4 separate regions of the Mus musculus genome follow, and regions 2, 3 and 4 are each linked to region 1. The links are chromatin contacts, called in public Hi-C and promoter capture Hi-C maps. All regions are on one chromosome and are shown on one strand. The core of a region is the stretch at or near the end of the contact, and the rest is flanking DNA. Distances in the headings are between cores, read along the strand shown.

Region 1 (6,478 bases), core at 1,933-4,432:
AGCAAGAGTCTGAACCAAAGGACTGGAGAGGACAAGAGCATCCCAGACCCAGGGGCGAGACAGACACAGAGGGCTCCTTTCTGGGTTCTTTGTGGCTGCTGGTTTGCTTCGTTGTCTGAACTGAGCTATGTATATTCGAGGCCATGTTCCAGTATCTTTGTCTTTCTTGATGGCACAGTATCTTACGGTGGTACAGTGAATGTTAAATCAGTGTTTCTGAGTGGATAAATGAAGGGTGGGGGGTGAAGGAGCTGCAGAATATGGCCACAGACTTTGTAGCTCCAGTACCAGCATGGTTGGCTGAATAAGTAATATATGATGAAGAGCAGTTTGGGGGGGAGGGAGGGAAAACATTTGAGGCACATTTCAGATGTGCTGAGCATTAAGGGCCTGTGGGAGGACCCAGTAGCTGTTGGGTATCTAGGGTTAGAACACTAGGGAGAAGTGTGGGCCAGAAAATAGGTAAAGAGTAACAGAAGGGTGTGCTATGGAAAATGAGTTGGAAAAATTACATCTCATTTGTATTCATAGAAATTTGGACCTCATCATAGATATTATCTAATATGCATGTATATGTACATATGTATCATATCTATCATTAATTTATCAATATTCTTGCGCGCACCAGACTGGCCAGCAGTAACGACGCTGCAACAGGATCCTTCTGCACACGTTTATTGGGAGAGCTTGATTGCAGAGGTGAAGAGACCCCGAGCCCAGAACTGGTGCTGCTTATATAGGCCTAGGAGAGGCGTGTCTCACACCCGCATTGGTTATGCACTAAGCCTCATTTGCATGTTCCTCATCTGATTGGCTATTCTCTCTCTATACCTCACAGAGCCTCATTATCATACCTCATTTGCATGTCTCACATCTGATTGGTTATACTCTCAAAGCCTCATTATCATGCCCGGGCCAGGCAGTGTCTTTGCAAAAAACTTTACTGCATATGTACACATTGGTTGTTTGTCCAAACTTAGGCCTGGTGGCCAGCAGTAGTCAGTGCCACTCTGCAACGGCACATGTGGCTTCCCACAAATATATCATTTGTCTATAGTCTATCATGTATCTATCATCATTCTCTCTGTCTATCATCTATTATCTATCAATTGCTTATCTATCTATCATTATCATCTATCATGTATTAATCAATCTACCTACCTACTATTATCTATTAATCTATCATCTACCAATCTATCATCTCTCAATTTATCTATCATCTATCTATCTATCTATCTATCTATCTATCATCTATCTATCTATCTATCTATCTATCTATCATCTATCCATCTCTCCTCACTTTCTGATTTTATCTCTCTCTTCTCTGTATTTCTTTTTCACCTACCTGTGTTCTTCCCCCTGTTTTGACCTAAGTACTAGTTCAACTTGAACTCCTCGTTCCTTTGGCAAGGCTTCTGTAATTGGTTCTTCCTGTTCAGACTCTGGAAGACTTGCAGTCATTCCTCCTCCCATTCCTCTGTCCTTTGCATTTCATGTTTTCCAAATGGTTAAGAAACCCACACAGGGGGCTGAAGAAATGGCTCAGTGGTAAAGAACACTGGCTGCTCTTCCAGAGGACTCAGGTTCAATTCCCAGCCCCACATGACAGCTCACAACTGTCTCTAACTCTAATTTCAGATGATCCAATACCCTTACATGGATATACATGTAGTACACCAGTGCACATATAATATACATAGATAAATAGATAAATACCCACACAGAGTGGTACAAGAACTGTATCCATGTTATAAGGGTTAAAAATCATGACATGTCTAGAGAAGCAAGACACACATTCTGAATATTTGTGTACAGAAACAAAAGAACTAATGTTTTACAGGCTACTTCTCTGCTCTCCCAAGCAGATACAAAATTAGCCCTCACCCCACCCCTTCAAATACCCACAGAGATTTCAGCTTTGATAGACAAATGATGTGATTTAACCTTGCCGTTACAGGGTTTCCTCACAATTCTCTTGCTCAGAAAAGTAAATATGACCTTCCATCTGCTAAAGGCCATTTTATTTCAGCAAGATAAAATTGCCTTAATAAATGTATTCCACTGTGCCTCAGATCATCCCTTGGTAGCAAAAAGAAGAGATAGACAGCCATTTTTAATTTTATTAGGCAAACCTAACCAAAAAGTTGCCAAATAGTAATGTAGGCTTGCATATAGGCTTGCAAGAATAGCATTTCAGAACTTAGAAGCTGAATGCCTGGTGCTATACATTGCCTCCTAACCCAGGCTGCCTTTTGTCTTTTCTTAAGCAACTGCCAGGCCATGAGAATAATCTCACAAGAAACCTTTGATTAGAAGAGAGGGGAAATCTTAAGAACGTGCACAGGCAGACCTAGGACTCCAAGCTCACATGTAGCAGATGTGCAGCTTGACCTTCACGTGGGTCCTGAACAACTGGTGGTGGCATGGCTATCCCCCAAACCCGTTGCTTGTCTATGGGATATGTTCTTCTAGCTGGGCTGCCTTGTCTGGTCTCAGTGGAAGAGGAAGCACCTAGCCTGGCAGAGACCTGAAGTGCCTAGGGGTTGGGGGAGGGCACCCAAAGGGGGTGCCCAGCCACTCAGAGGAGAAAGGGAGGGGGAAGGGGAAGAAAAGATGAAATGGAAAAAATAAAAGAATCTTAAGTTTTTTTCCAAAGCATTTAAACCATCCCTGATTAGGAAGCCAAGGCCCGTGATAGGTTAAGTGCCAAAGTCATACAGATATGGAGAGGCGGAGCTGGGAGTGAGCCCAGATCTTTTGGTTCACTTTGCAAAAATTGTGGCCACTGCTATTTTTAGAAGATAGCAATAATGTCTAACATTCAGTGGAATGTAGTAAACTGTCAAACACCATTAAACCATGGGAGCCCAACTTGAATCCAGATCTGTGAGAGTAAGACTGATTAAGACCAGGTTTTGTGTTGTGTGGAGATACGCGTGTTCACAAGTACTGCCCAGAATGTCCCAGAGTTTCATTACCGGGAGGAACGTTATTGCATGTCTTTTTTAGTTCCCTCCCCAACCCCAACACACAGAGATACAGCCTTTGTCTGACTGACACTGTGGAAGAAACTGTACTCAGAGAGCAGCGCATCTTATGTTAGGGCTGTTGAACCTCACTCTTGGGTCTTCTATTCGATATAGAGGCTCTCGTGGTCCGGAAGCAGTGCCCTGGAAGGACTTAAGAAGAATCCGGAAGAAAGGTCGGCAGCTCCATGAACTGCCAGTCCCACTCCTGTGGTTCATACCCACAGCTGTAACCTATCTAGTTTTATTTTTCTCAGATCTCACGAGATACCAAGCCAATTCTGAGAAGTACTCCAGTGTGTGTAAAAGATAATGCTGAATGGAGTCTTTTCGATGAGCGAGTCCGTATCTGCCAGTTCCTGGGCCACAGGTCTTGTCTGGATGGATCTAAGGGCTGACTATGAAGAGTGTCCATCACAGTTTTTAGCTAGTTCCTGGAAAGATCATGTGCTTACAGCCTCTGAAACCCTGGCTCTCTACCAACCGAAGCTCAACAGTTTTGAGAGGCAGTTAGCTTAGTTTAAAAATTAAGCGAAGTCGGCTGATAGAACTAAGAAAAACTGATGGCTCATAATCACAAGATCCAAAAAAAAAAACACGTTTTATTCCCTCCTCTTGGCTCAGACTTTCTTTAGAGCCATTAGTGTACCCGGAGCAGGACTGAGAACAATGTTCAGTGTGTGTATAAATGAGTAACTGCTCACAAGAGGCCTAATGTCACTGAGTGGGAATTAAAATTAGTCCCTTTTCTGTGCGGCTTGAGAGCCTTTGATGTGCTTTTTCTCAAGCAGACTAGTTCCAGGGTTTCACACCTACACAGTTCAGAATGTCTACATGAGGATAATGATAAATGCTGGAAACGCTGGCAATGACTTTGAGACATTGTGAACAAGATTAATTCCATGGGTTGATACACTTAAAGTGGTTAAAATAACAAACTTTGTTATATGTGTTTATTCCAACTCAAAATATGGAATATGCTAGAGGCCATTGAATTATATACTTTAAGCAGGTGAATTATATGGTGTGCTAATTATATATTAATAAAGCTTCTTTAGGAAAATGCATATGAAACCTTAGAAACTAGTCCCAAAATATCATTTTATAGCTGAGGGAATCAAGACCCGGAGATGGGATGGGACTCCACAAGGTTGTATATATTTTTTTCTTGTCAAAAAAGACTTAATTTTAATTTGATATCATGTATATACTTTGCCACAAGAAAAAAATATTTCATTTTGTATTTTGCCATAGAGACTGTGGAAACTCATTGCATCTTGATAAATCTCAGTGAATAAAATTATAAAATGTGACTGACTTATTCCCATTTCCTTGATACCCTGACAGCTAAAGATGTCTTGAAAAGGAAACAGCTGAATAATTCATTTTCTAATAATGAACTGTGGAGCAACTTGAAATCTAAGACCAAGGAGAGAAATCACAGTTCCCAAAGGAAAGGAAAAGGCTTGCAGGCTATACCAGGTAAGCTGTAACTTAGCCCTCATTTGGGCTTTTCACCAAGATCCCGCAAGGCTTTGACCTTCAGCCCGTTGTCAGATGGAATTCATTAGACCCAAAATGGTGTGGTCTGGAAAGAGGTCAAACACAGCCAGTGAGCACCTTACCTCAGTTCTCATACACTGAGGAGTGAATGGGTTAACTGAGGAACTAAAGAAACATCCTTCATAATTCTGCTTAAAGGCATTCATGTGGAAAAATAAAACGGAATAGGAAGGCGTTCGTTTGCTTTGGTTTTTGTTTTAAAATGTGTGTGTAGGTGTTCACTGGTGTGTGTGTGTGTGTGTGTGTGTGTGTGTGTGTGTGTGTGTGTAACTGTGAAGGCTGCAAGAGGGCATTGGATCCTCTGGAGTTGCAGTTAAAGGCTGTTAACTACTAGAGTTACTAGAATGGGTGCTGGAAACCAAACATGAGTCCTCTGAAGAAGCAACAAGAGTCCTTAACCACTGAGCCATCTCTCCAGCACCCAGCTTGTTTTACATTTTAATGCTGGGAACCAAACCCAGGACTGTGCACATTCTAGGCAAGAATTGTACCCTTGAGCTACGCTCCAGCACTAAAATAGGAAGTATGGCCCAAAGTCCATACTTTGACTAACCCACAAATTCTCAAAAGTACTGCTGCAGCACACCGTAAAGTCATTTGGAAAAGACCTTATATTTAAAAAGTTCTAAAGTGCCAACAGTTGAGTCGGTTCTTTACTTTAAAATAAGAGTAATTCCAGTGTTAGTTTCATGGAAACGAAGTCAACCTACAGCTCAAGCTCCTCTGGGACTTACAGTCACTGGTTCAACATAAACACAGCAGAATACAAGTGAGTGCTTAGATCCACTTCCCTGAAGCCAAATAAAATTACATTCCAACATTGTTAAGAGCCTACTAAAACACTGTAAGACTAACAACACCAGGGTAACAGGAGGGGATAAACAAAAGTTGTTAGATCACCACTGACTTGATACTAGCTAAGGAGGTTAGGCTAGTTGGACAATGAGCCCCAGGAATCTGCTGTCTCTTGTCCCCAGGGCTGACGATATAAGCACACTACCATATCTGACTTTTAAAAAAGGGTCAGGGTGGGGGCTGAACTCAAGTCCTCGTGCTTGTAAAACAAACACCAGAAAGAGCATGCTAACCCCACAGTTGGTATCTGTTTCTCCATGACTTAGCTAACTTATGGAAGATTCTAAAGGTCCAACCAGAGTTAACATATCAAAAACCTACAAACTGACTTTGTTGACAACATTTTTCCCTCTCAAGAGTCTCAGGACTTTGAACCAGTTTCCTATCACTTTTGAACTCTGAGGTTGGGGTGCACAGATGGTCACGGTAGGACAATGACAGTATCATCTTTCATATTTTCATTTCATCTGGTTTTTCTGTTTCCTCCTCCTGAATCTCAGACTTCCTAGCTTTAGTCTCAGATTTTCCTGTCATTGTTGTATCTTCTGTTTCCTTATCTCCTTTTCTGCTCTTCTCTCAAGAGGGTTTTCAATGTATCTGCCGAGTTTTCTGTTGCTTGCATCTCCAATTCCAATCTGCAGGAACGAGGTAACACATTAGGCTTAATGTTGTGATCTCTAGATTTTGGCTTCTGCCACATTCCTTATGCTTCCAAATGATAAAGCTATTAGCCTGCCTGTGGCGCTGAATGTTATTGTACCAGACTGCCTAGATCACCTGTGCAGATAAGAGAATTTACAATCAACACACTCCTGCTTTTGGAGAATGTAAACAGTTGGTAATCATGGCTGGTTACACAGTATCCTGGTCTAGTTTCTGTTGCTATAACTAAATACCAGGCTAGGTCATTGCCAGCTGTAAAGGCTTGCTTGGATCATGGAAATGAAGCATCTGGTGAAGGTTTCCTGCTCCAACACTGGAGGACATCAGAGCAAGGCAGCCAGTGCAGACCATCCTTTCTTTTAAAAACACCT
Region 2 (6,520 bases), core at 3,061-5,560, 230 kb before region 1:
AGTATAAGCCACTGTGTAGGGCAGAGATAAATCCAATCTTTGTTGTTGTATCTTTTCCTCAAGCTGCATACCATATGCGGTCCCCAGTCTTATATGTACTGCCATTTCCTGAGCATAGTAGGCTTTTAACCTGATCTGCTGCCAACTGCCCTAGCCCACCAAATCTTATTTACCTTTTTACGTTTGCCTTGTTCTATTTACCTTGTTCCTGAGTAAGTACATGGGCAAATGTTCCAAGGGCATCTTGGAGCCAGAGCCTCAAAAGGAGATCTCTGGCATCTATATTTGAGTCACAACCTCCATGGTACAAGGAAGACTTTCAAGTAGGGCCAGATAAGGATTTCTCCCTAAAAGCAGGAAGGGGTAGTATGTTCAGGAATTTTGTGGGAAAGCTTAGAATCTGGCTTTATGATGTTCACTGGTCCCATTAGATATGGCTGTGCCACTAACTTGCTTAATATCTCTGGAGAATACTTTGTTGAATGTCTTGGTGGCTTGACATGTGAGGAAGGTGGTCTGGACTCTGGAGGCTACGGCCAGGAGCACTCACAGAGCTGCACTGTAGCACTCCCAGCCATATTGGAGAGCCTCCCCAGTAGCACTACAGAGCTACACGGAAACTACAAGTAGGAATGTTTTCCAACACCAATTTTAACCTTAAAAGTTCTGATTTCCCATAAACCGTGTCTACCTTCATGGAAGACACAGCAATGTTTGAACTCAGAATGTATCAAGAAATCCTAGGCAGAATCCTGAAGCTTCTGAGAAATGGGAAAGATGCAATAGGCGCCTTACATTAATGCTCCACCCTTCAATATTAAAAATAAGCTATAATGGCTCCATTCTGAAGGTATTTTAAGAGCAATCAGGGAAAGATGAGTAAATCTAAAATAGACTTTTAAAAAAAGACGAGCTATTATATTTAATAATGATAACCAGAAATTACAAAGGGTCCAGAAAATTTCTCTAAAAGTCCACACGAAGGAAACAGAGTGAAAGAGTAAATAACAGCCTCTAGGAAATTACTGTATTCATGGTCTTCAGGTCTTAAAATGTCACTGGTACTAAAGTACACTTTTAATCCAAATTCCGAAGAGACCCAAAGGGGTATTTTAAACATACAAAAATACATAGTAAGTATACATTTTTTTATGTTTTGGGAACAAAATATTTCAATAGAAATGAAAAACTTCTGCTTTCATTAAATACTTAAGATACTCATAAATCTTTCCTAGCACTAATACTAAAAAAGCTGTCAGCAAAAAGGATATAGAAATATGAACAACTCTTGGCAGTTCAAGAAGAGAGCCTTAGTCCTTTTCCTTCTACACAGCATTTTATTTAATATTCAACACACAAAAGATACTTTCGTGATATAAGCAGGACACTATTAATGAAAATTGATTTTTGTCTTTACTACAAGATCATCAAAGGAGTTCATAAACTAGTTAAAGGGACATTGAATGAAAATCAAGTTTACCTCTATCAGAAGCTCCTTTTAAATACAATAAAGTGACTCATAAATGTTGTGATAGTAATTTAGCTTTACTGAAATTAAGCATCACAGAGAGAGAGAGAGAGAGAGAGAGAGAGAGAGAGAGAGAGAGAGAGAGAATTGACTCCACTCTAAATACTTGTAGTTTAACTTATAAGAACTCAAAAAAAAATAAAAATTAAGAGCTGGAAATACAACTCAGTTGTTAGTACATTGTCTGGCTTTCATTGAAACACTGGGTTCAATTCTCAATTGTGTGTGTAGGGGTGGGGTGGGAGGGAATTGGAGATAATGCCTAGAGAAATAAAAAGTTAACCTATGTCACCATCTAGTGGCCTTAGAATATAGTTCTGAAAGGAGAAACTTCTCCAAAGAGTATGAATCCAGAAGGGAAGCATCCAGAGTCCTCCATGCACTGGCCTCCTCCAGGCTGGGCTAGGCGAAGATCCACCCTCCCGGGACCAGTATCGGCACAAGACACCCTAAGACCAAGTCCTCGACACAAAGATTTGTTTGCCATAGAGAGCAAAAAGGCAGGGAATAAGAGACAAAGGCAGAAAATAGGGATGAAGGAGTAGGGAGAAAGGGACAGGGGAGTAGGGGAGGGATATTTTATCCCAGGGACAAAGGATTGTCTCTGGATAGTGAGGACACCGATGTGGCACATAGGAAAATGGCAGTTTATAAAGAAACAAAGGGACACCCTCCCTCCCATGTTTGGATGGGGTGTTTAATTTTGACATGTTATTTAGGTGAGCCAAAGGGGGCCTTTGATTGCTGGGCTTCAGTACTTTGATAGCTGGACCTTGGATGTCATCCACAGGAGGAGGAAGTAGCTAGCTTTAGGAATGCACTCTAATGGTTTTTAGCAAGGCAGAGGGAATAAATGAGAAGGGCAAGGCCTGCCCAAGCCATGTTTGCCATGTTTGCCATGTTTGCCATGTTCAGCTGGCATGTTTGTCCCTTTCTACTACTTCTGTCTGCACAGTTGCACAAGTCTAACCTTTGGACAAAATCAAACAAGAATGCCACCGAGGACACTGTTTTGCCAGCATCATAAGTCAACGATCCTGCACCGGGCACCTATTTGTTTTTTGAGGTGAACAAATATATTTTCACAAAAGCCAGACTAAATGAAAAATAACATGGTCGGAAAAGCCTTACCCAAGGGTATATGAAAAGTATAAATTTATAACCTGTTTTGATAGTGTTTAGTTAAGATTAATGTGCACGTGACTTAGAAGTCAGCAATTCAATGGATATGCACTCTAGAGCATTATGTGCTCATAACATAATGTCAGCAATTCAATAGATATGTTCTCTTTGAAATGGAAACGAGAACATGACCACTCCTGGTATGGTTAAGGAGAAAGTTTTTATTGTGGGTCTGAGGGAGAGAACAGCCCAAGGCATCCGGAAGGGTCCAGGCTGAGCATTGCCGGCAGAATAGACGGGGCCATGAGAGGGGAGAAGAGACAGGGGGGAAGAAATGAGGGGGCGGGAGAGAGAAGGCAAGGGGACAAAGAGAGAAGCCAAGAGGAGAACCAAACAAGATAGCATCTAGCCAAGATAGCTGAGGTTCTATAGGAAAGGGGAGGTGGGGGGAGGGCAGTGAAGCTCGGGGCTGGGGTGGTTTAAAGGATTTGGGATGAGAAGTGCTAAGGAGCCAGGCCAGTGTGTGTTTTTAATGTTAAGACAGCCCTGTTAGCCGTTGGTCCCAGGTTTCTCTGAGACCTTACCCTGTAGACCAGAGGTGTGTGCATACTCCAAAGCAGTCTACTGACTGCACCCAAAGCTTCTGGCTACTTGGATGCTAAAAGCTGTATCTTACCTTCATTGTTCATAAAAGGACGGAACAAAGGACAATACTATCAGGACTTGTGACGATTTAGTTAATAAAAGGCATAGATGTCATATTCTAGTTAAGTTGTTGCAAATACATCAAAAATCCCTTTCATGTTCACCACCGCTTGGAATGTCTTACGTACACCTTAAATTGCCATTTAATACCTAAAGAAGCACGCCTGTTTTTCAATAACTTACCTCTATAGTTTGATGATATTTGTTCAGTGTAACTTGTTTTTAGAGCTATGTGTATTTGCTAAGCATAAAATCGTTAGGAGTTTAAAGGCTAACAGGATTTCCAAGTTTATGACGCTAAAACGGTTTTAATCTCTGATGACCAGTAAATAATATAGCTTAGTGTACATTAGTAAATTGGCCAAGAGGCGATTTTCAGGGAAATCATTGCGATTATTTAGCTATTTAATGTTTGTGAACAGTGGACCCAATGAAAGCAGTGTATTTAAAAATGGTTTCTAAATCTTAGTTGGAAAGTCATGAAACCTAGAATATGCTTCACAGAGAACACAAACACGCGCTAGAAAAATATAAATTGTAATTGAAGTTTTTCTGAGGGCCAAAAATCAGAGGCCGTCAGAGGTCAGCTTTCGCATCACACAAAATTATTTCAATCTTCACCTGTGACTCTCAGGCCCTCGGACCCACTCTTCTGGGTTCCAGGAAAATTATCCCATCTTTGTTCGGAGACTCCCAGGCCATGCTGGGGATGGGGTTTGGAGTTGCAATGGGGATGCAGAATACTCTGTGATACAGGAGAAGGCTCGCTGATGGTTGCTACAAGTTCACCCCACCCCAAGAAGCATCCACGCCACGCCCTACATTCTGGAGTGTTAGAACCATACAGAAGAGGTAATGCCCCGGGATGGGGAACAGAACCGCGGACTGCTTTGTGTCCGCACCCTCTGAGCCTCTTGCGCCTGCGGGGAAGGGCGGAGCCACGCCGCCGAGCCACGCCCAGTCCAGCAGGGACCCAATCGAAGTTGGCCCGCGCACCAGGAAGCGAGGAGAGCGCGTATCCGAGCGCCCGGCGGCGGTCTTCCTGCGCGCTCAGGACCGCACCATGCTCGCGCTCCGAAGCGGCCTAAGGACAGCGCTGGCCCCGCGGGTTCTGACGCCTCAGGTAGGGGCCGCGGGGGCGTGCGAGAATCCCGCGCAGGGAGGTGGAACTGTCCTTAGGTGGTGTAGAAACGGGGATCAGGGAGGTGGGTGCGGTCTGTGGGGAGAGCGAGCTTAGCCTAGGGAGGTGGGCGGGGCGTGTGTCGGGCACGAGCAGCCTTGGGAGGTGGGCGGGGTTCGTGGTGCGCGTGATGACGACGCTGCGAGGTGGGCGGGTCTGCAGTGCGGAGAACGGGCCGTATTCTGGGAACTGGGCGGAGCCTGCCTAGTGGAGGCCGGGGGTGGGCGGGGCCTTGCTCTAAGGGGCAGTGCCGGGAGGTGGGCGGGGTCTGCAGTGAGAGTTGTCCTTCGGAGGTAGGTGGGTTTGTGGGGCAGGAACCAGCAACACTGTGAAGTGGGTGGGGTCTGGAGCGTGAGTAGACCCCTGGTCGGTCCAGCCAATGCCCGGTTCAATCGGTACCCAATATTTCGTGAGTCCAGGGTGAACCCACTTGTCAGGTTGCCTCCCTGGACAATGGACAGAGACCTTTCCTTGACACCGGGTGTCCCCGAAGCCCTGAGCATTGTGTTCTTGCAGTCATCACCATCGTGACTGCCACTCATTGAGGGTTTACAGTTCCTGCCTGGTTCAAAAGCCAGGCTTTATGGAGTTCAGGGTAAACCTGGGAGCATCCCGCCCTGCAACTCAGGGTCTGGAGATCTTAAGGGGAGCATGGCTTTGGAGCCTGCTGAAACTGGTTGTGCCTGAGATGGGACTTTCATAAAAAGGAGGACACCTACCAGCCTCAGCTGTTGACCCAGGGCTATTTGTGACTTGAACACCGAAGTTCTTGACTTACTTTGTTTAGGAAGAGCATTAAGAGCTGTCTAGAGACAGACTTTGTGTCGAACACTAAAGAGCATAGTATTCATATGGCCGCTGTCCTCTCTGTCTTCCTAGTATGGTTGACAAAAAGCTCTAATTTGGAGATAGGAGCAAGCAGATTTCTACCCTGGCACTGTTTGTCCCAGCCCTGCAACAGAAAATTACCTCACCCCTTAACAAACACCTTTCAATACAGATTTCTTTAATGCATATTTTCTGTGTGAAAGATTATAGTAAAAGTATCTTTGATCAATAATTTATTTCTGTTCTATCAATACAAATTCCTCGAATCATTCTAAAAGATTGTTATAAGTCTGCCATGTTTCCTTTTTGATCTGGTAAGTTTTTACAAGTTTAGATTATTTTTCTGTGTTTGTGCACCGTGTACATGCCTGGTGTTTGAGGAGGTCAGAAGACAATGGCTTCTCTGGGACTGGAGTTACAAACCATTGAGAGCCTGAATGGGTACTGGAAGTGGAACCTGGGTTCTGCAAGAGCAACAAGTGCAGTCAACCACTGAGCCAACTCTCCAGCTTTTATTATATATTTTAAACTACAAGTATGAAGCAGTTATTTAGAGTGTGATTATAAACAAAAAAAAAGCATTCCTGCCACACCCAGGAACACCTGCAGTGTGTTTTATAGGAAGCTTAGTTATTTGAGACAATAGAAACATAACTCATAATAATTGTGAATGAAATGAGATACTTGGGTGATTATATTAACCCTGTACACAGGAAAAAAATCATATATTATTATGTCTTCTAGACAAAAATAGAGTTAAGGCATTTTGCTTTCATTAGTCCTACAGATGAACAAGGTAAGCACTAATTTTGTCATAGCTTTACTTTCCAAAGTGGTTTTGAATATTCTTCTCATTTAATCACTTTCAGAAAGTGGATCCATGCTAACTCAACCCAGTTAGGAAGGTGCTATAAACAAGAATGCCGTGTGTGTGTGTGTGTGTGTGTGTGTGTGTGTGTGTGTGTGTGTGTGTATGTATGTGTGTAACCATACACAGGGTCATCAGTGGTAGGGTGCTTTCTAGCAGTTATTAAACTACAACATGAAGATTTTCATACAAAGCATATGGCTGTTAAAGGATATTTCCATCAACCTGATACACTTGGGTGCATTAAATGCCCTACTTTGAATTGCATCTTTCTTTTCAAACTGAGGAG
Region 3 (6,665 bases), core at 3,286-5,785, 140 kb before region 1:
CATGACAATAAAGCTTTCCTTTGAGGAACATTTTAATATTTTTATTAAAATGGGGAATGATTAACCTCATGTCTAAAGGAGGCATTAACATATAAAAATAAGTTAAATATTTAGTTTTATATTAAATGTGTTTCATACCTTAAAATGTTTCATGTTTATGGTGCTTCTAAATATAGTTCAATACACTTATTAGCATAATTTAGAAGAAAACAAAAACAAGCCTTTACCTTAAAAGCCACAGCATTTCTCCAGAGCAAACATAGTATAATTAAGACACACGTGTTTGGGCAGAGTTGAGCAGTCATGTTAGCAAAACACTACGATATTCACCAATTTATCCCTCAGTTTGTACAGATGAGCACACGGCCTGAGAGTAAATCGTCACAGCTTGTCACTGCACCACATACCAAATGATAAGAGCCACCGTGGCTTAGAGACAAAGGCATACCGTGCAAGCAGCTAGACGGTAAAGCCAGTTCATGAAAAACTTTCCACAAATGTTCAAGTCTTACAAGCAACAATTCCTCCCTACAAAAACCTACATAAAAATTCTCCTCTACAAAAGCCTACAATAAATAAATAAATGCTGCAAGCAAGGTCGGCGTGTGACATGCTAAAGTACTGAACCCTTAAAAATCCTAAGCAGAGCTGAGTCAATGGCTCAGTGGTTAAAAGTGCTCATGACAGAAGCATGAGAACCAGAGGTCAGATCCCAGAACCCACACAGATATCATGTGGGCATGGCAGCCTGCCTGTAACCCCAGCCTTGGAAGGGAGAGATGAGGGCCCCCCCAAAGCAAGATGTCTAATGAGACAAGTCATGCCGACCCTTCTTCACTGAATAAAGTGCAGAAGAATGACTCCCAGCATCTATTTCTGACCTACATGCACACATATGTATGCCTACACACATACACATGTACCCACCTTCATACAAATATGTACGCATGCCTGTGCGGGCACATGTGCGCGCGCGTACACATACACACACACACACACACACACACACACACACACACACACACACAGAGCAAATGAAGAAAAGGTCACCAAGCAGAAGATAATATCAAGCCCCATATGTCCTTTTGAGTGTTTGTCTACAGAAATTAAGAACAAGCCCAGATCTTCCAGATAAGGTAACTCCATTCGCCCATTACTCATTTGCGCCTTGGAGGGCAGACAGCCCAGCTGTGAGGTTTCTGGTCTTCCAGAAACCACAGGCCCCCTAATATAAGAACCAAATTCTGCCGTGGTAGGAACACATAGCATGAAACACAAGACATTTGAAGAGAGTTCTTCATTCCATAGAGACAGGATTCTCCCTTTTAGGCAGATGGTATTCTTAGAGGTCAAGATGACCTAATAAGCGTAGTCATGCGAGCTATATCCAAGGTGTTGCTGACATGAGACAAATCTGTGGTCCTTCCTTCCAACCTCAAGATTCAGACACCATTCCCACACTACTGAGACGACAGTGAGACGGGACCAGAGCCCCAATCTATCTAGGGCAAGTATCACTTCACCCCAGAACCTGGAAAGAAGTCCTTAAATGTACTGCCTCCACCTTTTATTTTTCCTTTACATCCCGGTCTTAACAATACACAGTGAATATTCAGGATTACCAGCATGTCCATGACCTCCGTTATATTTATCCTAGAGACAGACAGGGTTCCATCAATCAATCTACCCTTGTACTAACTGGAAAAACACCTTTTTGAGAACCTCAACTAAGTAGGGTTCCTAGAACAATTCTGACGTACAGCACTGTTCAGCAAGTGAGTTAGTCTGGAGGTTGGTGTGTAGTTGGTGAGTTTTGTTTGGGGTTTATGTCCAGATCTAGACAAAAAAAAATATCATTATGCACTGAATATATTCTCCAGGATTGCTTTGTTTATTCTGCTTCTGCTTCTTAACACTGAACTACAAAATGAAACATCTGCCTTACCAGCAACTGTTTTTAACATGCAATTTTTATTATTTATGTCAATTAAACTATCAGCTTCTACTTGTTGAGCATCTAGTATGCACCGGCCTCTTGATATATCTACATAGAGATATTAAAAACAAATAATCATAATAAATGATAAACTATATTATCTCTATATAAAATAAAAGGAAATGGAGGCTTGTAGAATCTAAGATTTTGTTTTCCTAAGTCAATGACATCTATAAAAAGCTGAGCCAATGTTTGAACCCAGATCTCATTGACCTCAAATCATGGTCTTCTAACTCTGCCACACTGCCCCATGTTATCCAGACGCTATTACCCTAACCACCTAGAGGAGAACCAGGAGAAAGTCACAATATTTTTGGCTGAAAAATGGGGAAATACCCACACCTAAAATAATAACAATACAAGTGGAAAATATTTCAAAACATGTCTCTTATGATGAGCCCTTTTTGTTACAGAAATGGCACATTAACAGAACAGTCTTCTCCCATGCTAATTGGGTCACGCATCTGGCTGTTGTCCTCAAAGTTCTTGGCACAATTAACTGTCCATCAGCACGATTCAGCACAAGTCACATACACACACACACACACACACACACACACACACACTGACCGTGACAAATTAAAATTTCATCAGAGTAGCAAGAGAAAAAGTGTGCTTATTATAAACCAAGCACCAGTCCCAGTATTCCAATTAAAGCACTGCTTAATTCAGTAAGTAACATCACAGAATGTTTGAAAGACATCCCATCCCAGAGGCAGCTTCCAAAACATTTTCACATAGCACAATCCTGATCACTCACTATCGTCTTCAAGAGCCCCCATGTTCTGACTTTATGAGCGACGGTTCCCAGCAGAAGCGAAGGGGCAGAAGCAGAATTCCACTCTCTACACCCAGGAGACATGCAGGGGGTACACTGAAGCCATCTAAATTGAACCTACTAATCTACAAGGCCACAACAGGACGGGATGTCACATGGCTGACTGGTTTAAAGGTATAGTTCCTTGGTGTTGGAAACCCTCCCAAAGGGGAAGATTTTCAAGTCGAAATCTGAGCTGTTAACAGACAGATGATGAGGGCCATGGTGGTACTCTGCCAGGCAGTGGTGGCGCACACCTTTAATCCCAGCACTCGGGAGGCAGAGGCAGGCAGATTTCTGAGTTCGAGGCCAGCCTGGTCTACAAAGTGAGTTCCAGGACAGCCAGGGCTATACAGAGAAACCCTGTCTCAAAAAACCAAAAAGAAAAAAGAAAAAAGGAAAAAGAAAGCAGTTCAGATACTCTGCAGGAGAAAGGATTTATTGGGCTGTAAACACTACAGGTGTTCAATGATTAAACGGGAATGAAATCAAATAAATGGGCACCAGAATCAATTACTGTCTCTTCTTAAATAACTCATATTTCCTAAACTTGAAGGCTAAGTGTTTACCTCTGTATCTTATAGTGATAAGTGGGCAAAGCAGTCCCCAAACACAATTTCATATCACACCTTTCACGACATTTGTAAGGACCTTGACCCTTTGTGTCTCACAAAACGTCAAGCGCAGAGATTGGCAGCAGTACACTTATCTAACTATGCAGTGCTATTGCTCAGAGCACTACAAACATCTCCAATAAAGAAATACATCTCACTTGAAACTACAGTGATAAAGGCAATAACCAATGGACTCACAGGCCACCAAAGCAAGCACTTGGTAGCTTTAAAAACCTGAAACATAATGAATTACTTTAGGAGTGAGAAAACATTAGGCTGGGCACAAAAATTGGCATGTGTGCACTCCACAAAAGCACCTAGAAGAAGCTTGTCATTTGGCCACCCCCTATTCTTCCCACAACAGCTGCAGAGTTGAAACATGTATAAGAACTTCTCCCGGGTCAGTTCAGAGAGTCTACTCTGAGATGTTTCTAAAACCCACATGATCTAGGCTTGGAATGCTGATGGAAACTGACCGTCTTAGGACCGCATAGGAATGTATGGTTCCCTTACTGAAAGCCAGCTTCACAGAGTTTGACATGATTACAGCATCATCTTGGTATAATGAAGAACACATGTCTTCAGAGAACCTACTGACACAACAGCTCTCCCTGGTACACAGAAAAGCAGAGTGCTGGCTACTGCAGATGCTACTGGAGTCATTTTGACAAAGATCTCAGAAAACTCACAGATCTCTATTGCAGAATTTCTATAACCAACCCTGATAATCAATACACGAGGGCTCACTTGCATTCCTCGGTTATGGTTTGTTTTGTATGTCTTTCTAATACATTTTTGTCATTGTTTGAGCTAATTATTTTTATGTGGTCTTACCCAATCCCAATGTTTTATTATCTAACACAATCTCCCTCTTCTACTGGTTTTAAAAACACTAATAAGTAGCCATTTCCCCATTAATCATTTCAAGACATTTTCTTAAACCTGGCCGGGGGGAGGGCGGTCTTTCTTCAAATGGACTCTTCCTCAGAAATATATTTTTTTAAAAAAACATGAAAGATGGATCTTTTCTGGTTGAAACCAGCACCAGAGACCTTGAGCCTGGACTCTGCCACACCCAGAACATTCTTCTCCAAGTCACCCTTGGGAAATGGACTGAAATTTGAAAGAACACCCAGAGTATGACTGGGCTAAATTATATCACCAAGTTCCAGCCAGGCCCAAGTTTCTACAAAAACAAGATGTGCAGTCCAGGAAAAGATTTCTCATTCTCAAACCTTCAGCACTCACCACAACTGGCTTCAGGATGTCCATGTTGTAGCGCAGTACTCTCTCGGCTGCATCGAGCTTCTTCCTCGGTAGACCACAGAGGGCAGAAACTTCCGCATCACCAAGCTGAATAATTTCTTCTAATTTTGATCCGTTACACAGACTGGCCAAATGTAATTGGTAGCCTTGCAAAAATACCTGGAAGGGTTGGATGTAAACAGAGCTGTGAAAAAATTATCAGGATGGAAGGCTGGCTCCCAGACACTTTGGGGGGAGTGTAACCTCAGTACATCTTGGAAGAGCTGAAGCAAAGCACTACTGCAGTCACCCATGGAGGAAAGAACCTTGGGATGAATCGGACACAGTCAGCCATGTTCCAACACTGCATGCTGACTCAATGCATCCCACTCTCTTGTCCCAATAGCACCGGGAAATCCTTAAGGCAAGTCTTTTTCTCAACGCGACTGGAACACATGACTCAGCTAATGGAAACCCAGAGTCTAAACCCCTGGAACTATGAGAGGAAGGTTATGCTAACTCTTCCAGAAATGTATTGATATTGGACGCTGAAATTAGGCTGCCTCATGGAAACAATTATACCGTGAATCTGTAGGTTTAGATACTTGACAAATGCATAAAGCTATGTTTAAGGAACATCACAATTGTGAGTGTTTTGTTTTACTTGCCCCCAAGAAGAATACGGAAAAGTGGGCCTCTATCAACTCAACTGTAAAGTACTTCTACGTCATCCTCACCTGTTCTTCATAGCAAACCCCAGGAAACTCTCTTTGGCCATACGCTCCTACCTAGCTACCCTTCCTAGGTTTAAATAAGTAGTGCTTTTTCATACCTGAGTCTCACTGTCCAGCAGAGAGAGACCTCTGCAATAATATGGGGCTGCCTTGGTTTACAAGGCTCGTACCTGTGTCTATAACCCTAGAACAGTATTTGTTGAATGGATGGCTTATTACAATATTACCAACCCCTCTATCAGCTTAACTGAACGCAGTCCATTCTGGTCACAGAAACCTGTAGAGCATCGCAAGGGGCGAAACCAAAGCCTCTCAACTCCCATGCAGTTTCGCAAACAGTGAAGGGAATCTGCGCCACCATGTCGTCCACTCGCCTGTCACTGACTGCCAGATACTCAAGTACACTCCAAGCTTGCTCCTGCCATAAGTCCTTGTCACCATGCTGTGGTGAAGAACCCCTAAGACACTGAAACTCAAATTACCATGCAAAGACCTTCCCTGGATGCCTCTTAGTTTAAACTGATGGCATGCAACAGATATGAAATTGGCAGGGGGCAATGGAAATTATGCTAAATGAAATGATTTCGAAAGTCTGCTGCCTCTGGCCCACCTCCCAGCCACACAATTGGTAAACACAAGACATATTTTCCCAGTTTCATAAGAGCATGCAGTAAGCACATTTTCTTTTTTCTAACTTGGAAAATTTTCAGCCATGTGAAGCAAAGCCCTCTTCAATCATCAGCCCCGCCCATGACTTCTGCTTACTGTAAAGTCAAGCCAGTATAGAGCCGAAAGGCTGTACATGGGGTCAATTCTCCTTTCTGCCAGAGAATAAAGTGAAGAAAAAGCTTTCGGGGGAACAACATATAGCCATGCACTCTGCCCAGGAGTGGTACAAAAATAAATGATGGCGAAGAAGTTCTCTAGGACCCTAAGATGCAAAGCCTATGTAAACACTAATATTACATACACTTAAAAGTTGATCAGAAGTCTCTTTATGCAGCTTCCCTGTCTTTAAAAAGCAGTAAGTGCTTCATTTAATCTTTTGTGATAGATTCCAGTTTAAGAATCTACGTCTCTGGCTCTTATTTCAGAACAACATTTAAAAAAAAAAAAAGCTTCTTAATTCACCTTAACAGAAAATATAACCCCTTTAGGGGGGAGTCATTACAATGCCAAAGGACAGACACAGAAATCAACTTCCTTTCAGCATACTGGCCCTGATGCTGGGTGACACACCCCACTCACTGTAGGGTTCG
Region 4 (6,240 bases), core at 1,122-3,621, 210 kb after region 1:
CTGGCGCCCTTTAGCTCTGTCTGATTGGGAGTCTTTTTTTTGTTTGTTTGTTTTTTGAGACAGGGTTTCTCTGTATAGCCCTGGCTGTCCTGGAACTCACTTTGTAGACCAGGCTGGCCTCGAACTCAGAAATCCGCCTGCCTCTGCCTCCCGAGTGCTGGGATTAAAGGCATGTGCCACCACGCCTGGCTGGGAGTCTTTTTTTTTTAACACTCCTAAAACTTTTAATTTTCCTTCTGTTTCTTCCTACTTCTCCGTGATAAACTTTAGAGCTGTGGTTTTGAGCAGAAAGTAATATTAGAGCCAGATAGTAGAGTGCCTGTTAGTTTTTTATTTACCTGCTTAATTTCAGGTTCGTTTTTTTTTTTTTTTTCCTTATAAGACCAGTGAGAATGAAGAGTCATATTATTTAGAATATCCCTACTATAGAAAGTGGTCTTTCTGCACGACAAATAAAGCTCTGTAATAAGTAGCATTTTGGAAATGGAAGTAAGCAGCTAATGTGTAAAAATGTTCAATTTCGTTATTACTCAGGCTGAAGGAGGGGCACCCCTTTATGCCAGTGACCTTGATATGAGTTAACAGAATACTATTAATTGCCTCTGTGGTTTTGACTCAAATAGACTTTATTGATTTGCTGAATAAATTGGAGTAACCCCCTTGGGGTACTGCTTGACAACCTGCACTAAACGCCGTTTCAGAAAGTCGTTGAACCCCCCTAGTAATCCAGAGTGGTCATGTGGTGTGCAGGGTTGCTACAGCGCTGGCATCAGTTGCTTATTTCTTTATTGTGGGTGAGTGTAGGCACGTGGAGGTCAGAGACAAGCTGTGGCAGTCAGTCCTCCATACCATGGTGGGCTCCTCAGATTGAAGTCAGGGTGTCAGGCTTGGTGGCAGGTGCCTTCATCTGCTGAGCTATCATGTGGGTCCTGTTGTGTTATTTATAACAGCCAAGGAGTTCAGGTTTAACTATTATATTTCTGATAACAAACTTTTCTTCCTTTTTAAAATATAAAATCCATTTGCTATTTGGTATATCGGACTTGGCCACTGCCCGCTAAATCCTCCCTTAGTGGGTAAGTGGCGGCTGGCCTGCTTCCAAGGTTTTCATCCCTCCTCTGAGAGGCTGTGGGGACCAGGGGATTGAGCACCATTAAGTACCGGAAGGAGCGTGGGAGCTGCCAGCCGACAGGCTTGGGTTTCAGTCCCAAGACCAGGTCACTCATTTGGGCCGACTTCTTAGGTCATTGGTACCTTGGTTTCACCAGGAGTAAATGGAAACAACTTCTTGGGCTTATATCAAACTATACAAATGATTAAAAAAAAAATAACAACAAAAAAACAATTCAGGAGTTTCCATAGTAATGTAAACTGAAAAGCCTCCAGTCACCCATGCTCCCATTAAAAAGGCAGGCTCTGGTTTGAGACTTTCGAATATGAACAATGGATCCAATAATATTCCAATAATACCGGGGATGAGTGCTAAGAGTAAAATAGGTAATAGTACTAGGTAGGTTGGTACTTCGCAGGTGAACAGTTGGCTTCCTGAACATGACTTTTCACCTGGCCTGGATTGAGGCAGAATGAGATGTAGAGAAGGGAGAAGGAAGAAAGATCAGTAGTGGAGAGGATGTGTGGGCCAGCGCTGAGAGAGCCGTGACTTACTGCATGTCAGTATGGTCAGAGATGACCAGGGAGGGGGCTCGTGTGTGAATGGATGGGAAATGGGCAGCCACAAGGTATTCACAAAGACCTGCCAACTGTGTATTTGAGCTTATGGGGGAGAGATGCAAGGCAGAGGCTGCAGAGGAAACCGAAGAGACCTTGTGGAGTTGGAGAAAAAATTTCCTGCCTGAATGTGGACTTGAAGGGTAATGCAGAGGGATAGGACATGTTTCGATCGGCATTCAGAACTCCTGTGCACTGGCATGAGGCAGTTGTGATTGATAGCTTGGGAACTGATGGGGCTGGTAAGTGGGGAGAGGAAGGACAATTGAATTTTGTTTGGGTTCAGTAGAAGTGATGCTGTTCTTGGTGCCTCCGGCTAGTGCATCTAGTTAACTGATGGTTTTGCAACGAGCTTTACTTCATGAGCAGGGAGGAGCTTCAAGTATGGGTGATTGCCAGGGGGCAGGGGAAGGCACTCTTAGTGCAGTCAGTGACTTGGAGAGGAAAGGTTTGTGTTGGGAGACAGAGATCATGCTGGGGGAAGGCACAGAGTCTGGGGCAACTCCCTTTTGCCACAAACAATGCAATAGCTTGGTTATACAGTGATGGGTCCAGAAGCAGAGATTGAAATCTGGAAGCAAGGCGCTCTATAGCCATCAACGATCCACCCTTAGTGACTCACCCTCAATAACCAGTCTGCCAAGCAGGCTCCACAGCCTTTCAGAATAGCACCACCCTGTGGGGACCAGGTATTCAGATGATTAGAGGGCCCGGGTTACACATTTCCTATTCTCAGACCTAAGGTGGGTACCTGAGTTAGCTGCAATTTATAGATGGAACAGGCTCAAGAAATGTTGGGTAGCTATCCCAGTACCACCCAGTAGTATAAAACCAAGTCAGTTCTGAGGGCATTTCCTGTTCCTTTATCTTCCCCTTACTTTTTATCAAGAATTGCTATGTTAGGCGGTGGGATGGCTGGACCTTAGATACATCATTCTTGTTAAGTGAGTTCAGAGATTAAGTGAAAATGTGGGGAGAGGGCACTGAGAGCAGGTAAAGGGACCCTGGGAACAATGTCCTGACACACATGGTGTGAGGAGAGAAGGAACACCTGTAGATTGTCTTCTGGGCTCCAGTCAGGTGCTGGGCACCCCCCCATACATTTAAATTATGTTACATATTAACTTTTTAAAAGCATATGTTGGGTAATGTATAAAAACTTGGAGCAGTGTCAGTGTGAGTGCTTTTTATGAAGCTTGAGAGCCAGTGACTGCATTGCCCCCTGGCCTGCCTGTGTTTCCCTCTGAGAACTTAGGTCTAAGAAAGTTTATCATGGAAGTAGGTTTGTTAATATGACTGTGATTTTATCTTTCCCCCAGAACTCACTGGTTCTTTCTATCCTCTGTGTGTGTGTGTGTGTGTGTGTGTGTGTTATACCTTATTGGTTTGTTTGTGTTTTGAGACAGTTGACAGTGATCAATACGATTTTGTTAGGAAGTTTTGGAAACGATAGCTTAAGAAGGCACTTCATTTTAAAAGTGAGTGGGATTCCAGTTTGGTGGGACTTTAAACCTTTGTAAAATACAGTTTAATTTGAGCGAGTAAAACAGGGACAAGTGGAGACAATTGTTTCTCTTGTGTTGCTAAGCGGCAACAGAGCCTTCTCGGTGCTGCTACTTTGTGTTAGCTCTTGCCGGGTAGGGTTGCTCATAGTCTGTCTGTCTCACTTAAAGATACAAATTACTTCTGCGAGAGTACCCTGATCACTGCCTAAAGCCTGCGCTCCTGAAGCCTGGGGGCTTTGGGAGGCTTGTGCAGTGCTCCTCTGCAGAGGCATTTGCCAACAGAAAAGGTGAGAACTCAGTACCACCTCTGCCTTCCTTCTCTTTGCCCACCTTGAGGAGTCAGAGTACTTGCAAACATGCTGAAAGGTCATTCCCACCCCCTCACCTCCCCCCCCCCCCCCTCTCCCCCATGTCCAGGAGGGAATTTGCTTCCCTGGCCTGCACTGGTCTTATCTATCTTGTAAATACCTTTCTATTTACATCATCCATCCTGAATCTTCTCCTTAAGGATTTATGTCCTGCAGAGTTCACTTTGAAAAGCCTGGTTGAGATGTTGCTTTTCAATTCCTTGATCCTGAGTGACAACAAAGATGGGTGTGGTAAAGCAATGAGGAAATTGTTGGAGGGGCTGGAGTGATGGCTCAGTGGTTAAGGGCACTGGTTAGTCTTATGGAGAATGCACATGGAATGCAGCTGATACCATCTGTATGTAACTCCAGCTCCTGGAGATCCAATGACCTTTCCTCCAAGGGCACTGTACGTATACATATGGTACACAGGCATACACGCAAGCAAAACACATGTATACATAAAATCGTAAAAAAAAAAAATCTTTAAAAGAAGAAATTTGTTTGTTGGGTCAGGTAACAGCTTCCCTCCCCTAATACAGGGATTTTTAAAGTCTGAGCACATTAAACGTGCCACCACTTAAGTTCTTCTCTCCTTTTCCTCTCCATTCCTCTTTCCTGTTAGTTTTCTTATTTTGTTCTGCTGTTTTTTTTGAGACAGGGTTCTCTTTGTATATCCTTGGCCATCCTGGGCTCTGTAGACTAGACTGGCTTTGAACTCAGAGATCCATCTGCCTCTGCCTCCCAAGTGCTGGGATTAAAGGCCTGTGCCACCATGTCAGACAAAAACTTTTTTTTTTCTGTTTTTAAATTTTATTATTTTAATTTTATATGTATAGATATTTAGCCATGCAGTATGTCCGTGTGCCACATGCATGCTTGCTAACCAGTGAACACAGAAAAAGGTGCTTGATCCCCTGGGACTGGAGTTACAAATGATATGTGGTTGCTGGGAATTGAGCCCAGGTCCTCTGGAAGAGCAGTCAGTGCTCTTAACCACTGAGCCATCTCTCCAGCCCTCAGTTTTCACTTTTAAACGTGTGAGGGCAGAGAACCACCTTCAGGAGTTGTCGGGCTTCCATGGTGAGTGTTCTTAACCACGTGAACTCTCGCCAGCCCTCTCTTCCTCACTCTGGCCTTGAGTTCACAGTGCTTCTGTGTGTTGGGGTGAAGGCATGACCCTACCTTCATTGTTTCTTACTTGGGTGATTTGGGGTTTCCAGCTTGAGTTCAGTGTACTTCATTGACCAAAATATCTTTGAAGGAAGAATTAAAGCGGGGCGAGGGGGGTATGGTTGAGAGCTCATGGTTTTAGAGCAGTGGTTATGAACCCATGGGCCTTGACCTCTTGGGGAGTCACATATCATATGCTACATGTCAGATATTTACATTATGATCCATAACTAGGAAAATTACAGTTACGAAGTAGCAGTGGAATCATTTTTATTTGTTTTGGTGTTTTGAGACAGGGTTTCTCTGTGTAGCCCTGTCTGTTCTGGAGCTCACACTGTAGACCAGGCTGGCCTCGAGTTCAGCATCTAAAGGTGTGCACCACCAGGTCTACCTTCTATGAAATAATTTTATGATTGTGGTCATGAGGAACTGTATAAAGGGTCACAGCATTAGGAAGGTTGAGAACCACTGTTTTAGAGGGCCAGTCCCCATGGCTGCTAGAGCTTTGTTGCTGGCCCTGATTCTGTTGACGCCATTAGCCAGATACAGTGGGAAGCAGCCGTCAGCCTACAAGTGGGCCAGAGTTGTATGTGTGTATGTATGTATGTGTTTGGAAATGAAAACATCCATAGACTATCTCAGTACACGTAACCATTCCTGAATGCCGTTAAAGGGGATACAGTGGAGGGAGGCGGGACCTTTTGTCCCTGAGCTGAATCTCTTTCTTATCATAGACAGTCAACATCGTTCTGGTGTGTGTATGCAGGAGGGACCAGGTTGGAGAGGAAGGGGTGCGGGATACCTTGCCTCAAAAAAAAAAAAAAATTTAAATTTAAAAAAGAGAAAAGGGAAAATTTGTTATTGTTAACTACTCTGGTTGCCTTTGCTGCTTTTATCCATTTGACCGAATCACAGATCTCTGTCTTGTCACTACCAAGAGCTCAACTGCTCATGTCATGGTCCCTAAGTCTCTTGCTTACTGGGTACAGTACCTGCTTAATGATCCCTAGCCATGGAACCACAGAATCCAGGAGTCCAGTGTTTCATATCACTTTTTACACTGGATACCACCTTTCTACCTTCCTGCCACCTCCCACTCAGACAATGTCTTCACTCTCCTGCCTGTGTTTATACCTTGCCTGCTTCCAGGTATATATTAGGTGATTTGTAACCAAATATAAATATTTTTAGGACTTAGGTGAATAATCAAGAGGTGAGTGTTGGTAGACGTGGTGTAGATGGAAGCAGAGATGTACCGGGTGCCCAAGCTTCACCTAGCAACAGTGTCTGGGCATGGCGCTTATTCAGAGAAAGTCATCACATAGAAGTTTTCTACAGGAATCAAACACTGGCTGGTGCTAACAGAGTTAGCAGTGAGGTAGCCATGACTTTTATATCATGTCTCCTAAATGAGTTTGGTTCAGGCTCTGCATAAATTCTTGTAGCCAGTGAGAAGTGACTGCTTCTTGATGGAGCAGCCAGCTCCT

Evidence for each region. Promoter capture Hi-C pulls out the DNA fragments that hold promoters and counts their contacts. A called contact is a pair of places that touch in the nucleus more often than the background predicts. Capture Hi-C pulls out chosen DNA fragments and counts their contacts.
Region 2: a promoter capture Hi-C map of adipose tissue shows a contact between it and region 1. The contact joins the promoter of Nipsnap3b here to the promoter of 4930522O17Rik in region 1. A contact is called at or near these places in 1 of 39 promoter capture datasets (hematopoietic stem and progenitor cells), 1 of 484 Hi-C or Micro-C datasets (the N1E-115 cell line) and 1 of 9 other capture datasets (adipose tissue).
Region 3: a promoter capture Hi-C map of liver shows a contact between it and region 1, with 4 times the contacts expected there. The contact joins the enhancer-like site here to the promoter of 4930522O17Rik in region 1. A contact is called at or near these places in 7 of 39 promoter capture datasets (the 3T3-L1 cell line, 3T3-L1-derived adipocytes, the C10 cell line and 3 more), 12 of 484 Hi-C or Micro-C datasets (the C2C12 cell line, the G1E-ER4 cell line, the HL-1 cell line and 7 more) and 1 of 9 other capture datasets (adipose tissue).
Region 4: a contact with region 1 is called in a Hi-C map of adipose-derived mesenchymal stem cells, with 2.1 times the contacts expected there. The contact joins the enhancer-like site here to the promoter of 4930522O17Rik in region 1. A contact is called at or near these places in 4 of 39 promoter capture datasets (the 3T3-L1 cell line, hematopoietic stem and progenitor cells, hippocampal neurons and 1 more), 3 of 484 Hi-C or Micro-C datasets (the G1E-ER4 cell line, Th1 cells and adipose-derived mesenchymal stem cells) and 1 of 115 datasets of contacts at active chromatin or transcription factors (bone marrow-derived macrophages).

The regions. Positions count from the first base shown.
Region 1 is chr4:53,243,014-53,249,491 of GRCm38.p6, forward strand. It overlaps 4930522O17Rik (RIKEN cDNA 4930522O17 gene), which reads left to right and starts at 3,183. Exons shown (of 3, transcript NR_040665.1): 1 at 3,183-3,396; 2 at 4,374-4,508.
Region 2 is chr4:53,007,570-53,014,089 of GRCm38.p6, forward strand. Nipsnap3b (nipsnap homolog 3B) reads left to right here and starts at 4,311. Exons shown (of 6, transcript NM_025623.3): 1 at 4,311-4,478. The coding sequence starts at 4,419.
Region 3 is chr4:53,102,331-53,108,995 of GRCm38.p6, forward strand. Abca1 (ATP-binding cassette, sub-family A (ABC1), member 1) reads right to left here. Exons shown (of 50, transcript NM_013454.3): 7 at 4,676-4,852. Among named protein-coding and RNA genes, the nearest start is that of Abca1, 54 kb to the right of the region's middle. Within about 2 kb of position 4,536, at least 28 of the 459 cell types and tissues checked have an H3K27ac peak or open chromatin away from gene starts, as enhancers often do. A contact at or near this core is called in adipose tissue, where this site is marked.
Region 4 is chr4:53,449,825-53,456,064 of GRCm38.p6, forward strand. All of the region lies in intron 1 of Slc44a1 (solute carrier family 44, member 1), which reads left to right. Among named protein-coding and RNA genes, the nearest start is that of Slc44a1, 13 kb to the left of the region's middle. Within about 2 kb of position 2,372, at least 85 of the 459 cell types and tissues checked have an H3K27ac peak or open chromatin away from gene starts, as enhancers often do. A contact at or near this core is called in the G1E-ER4 cell line and adipose-derived mesenchymal stem cells, where this site is marked.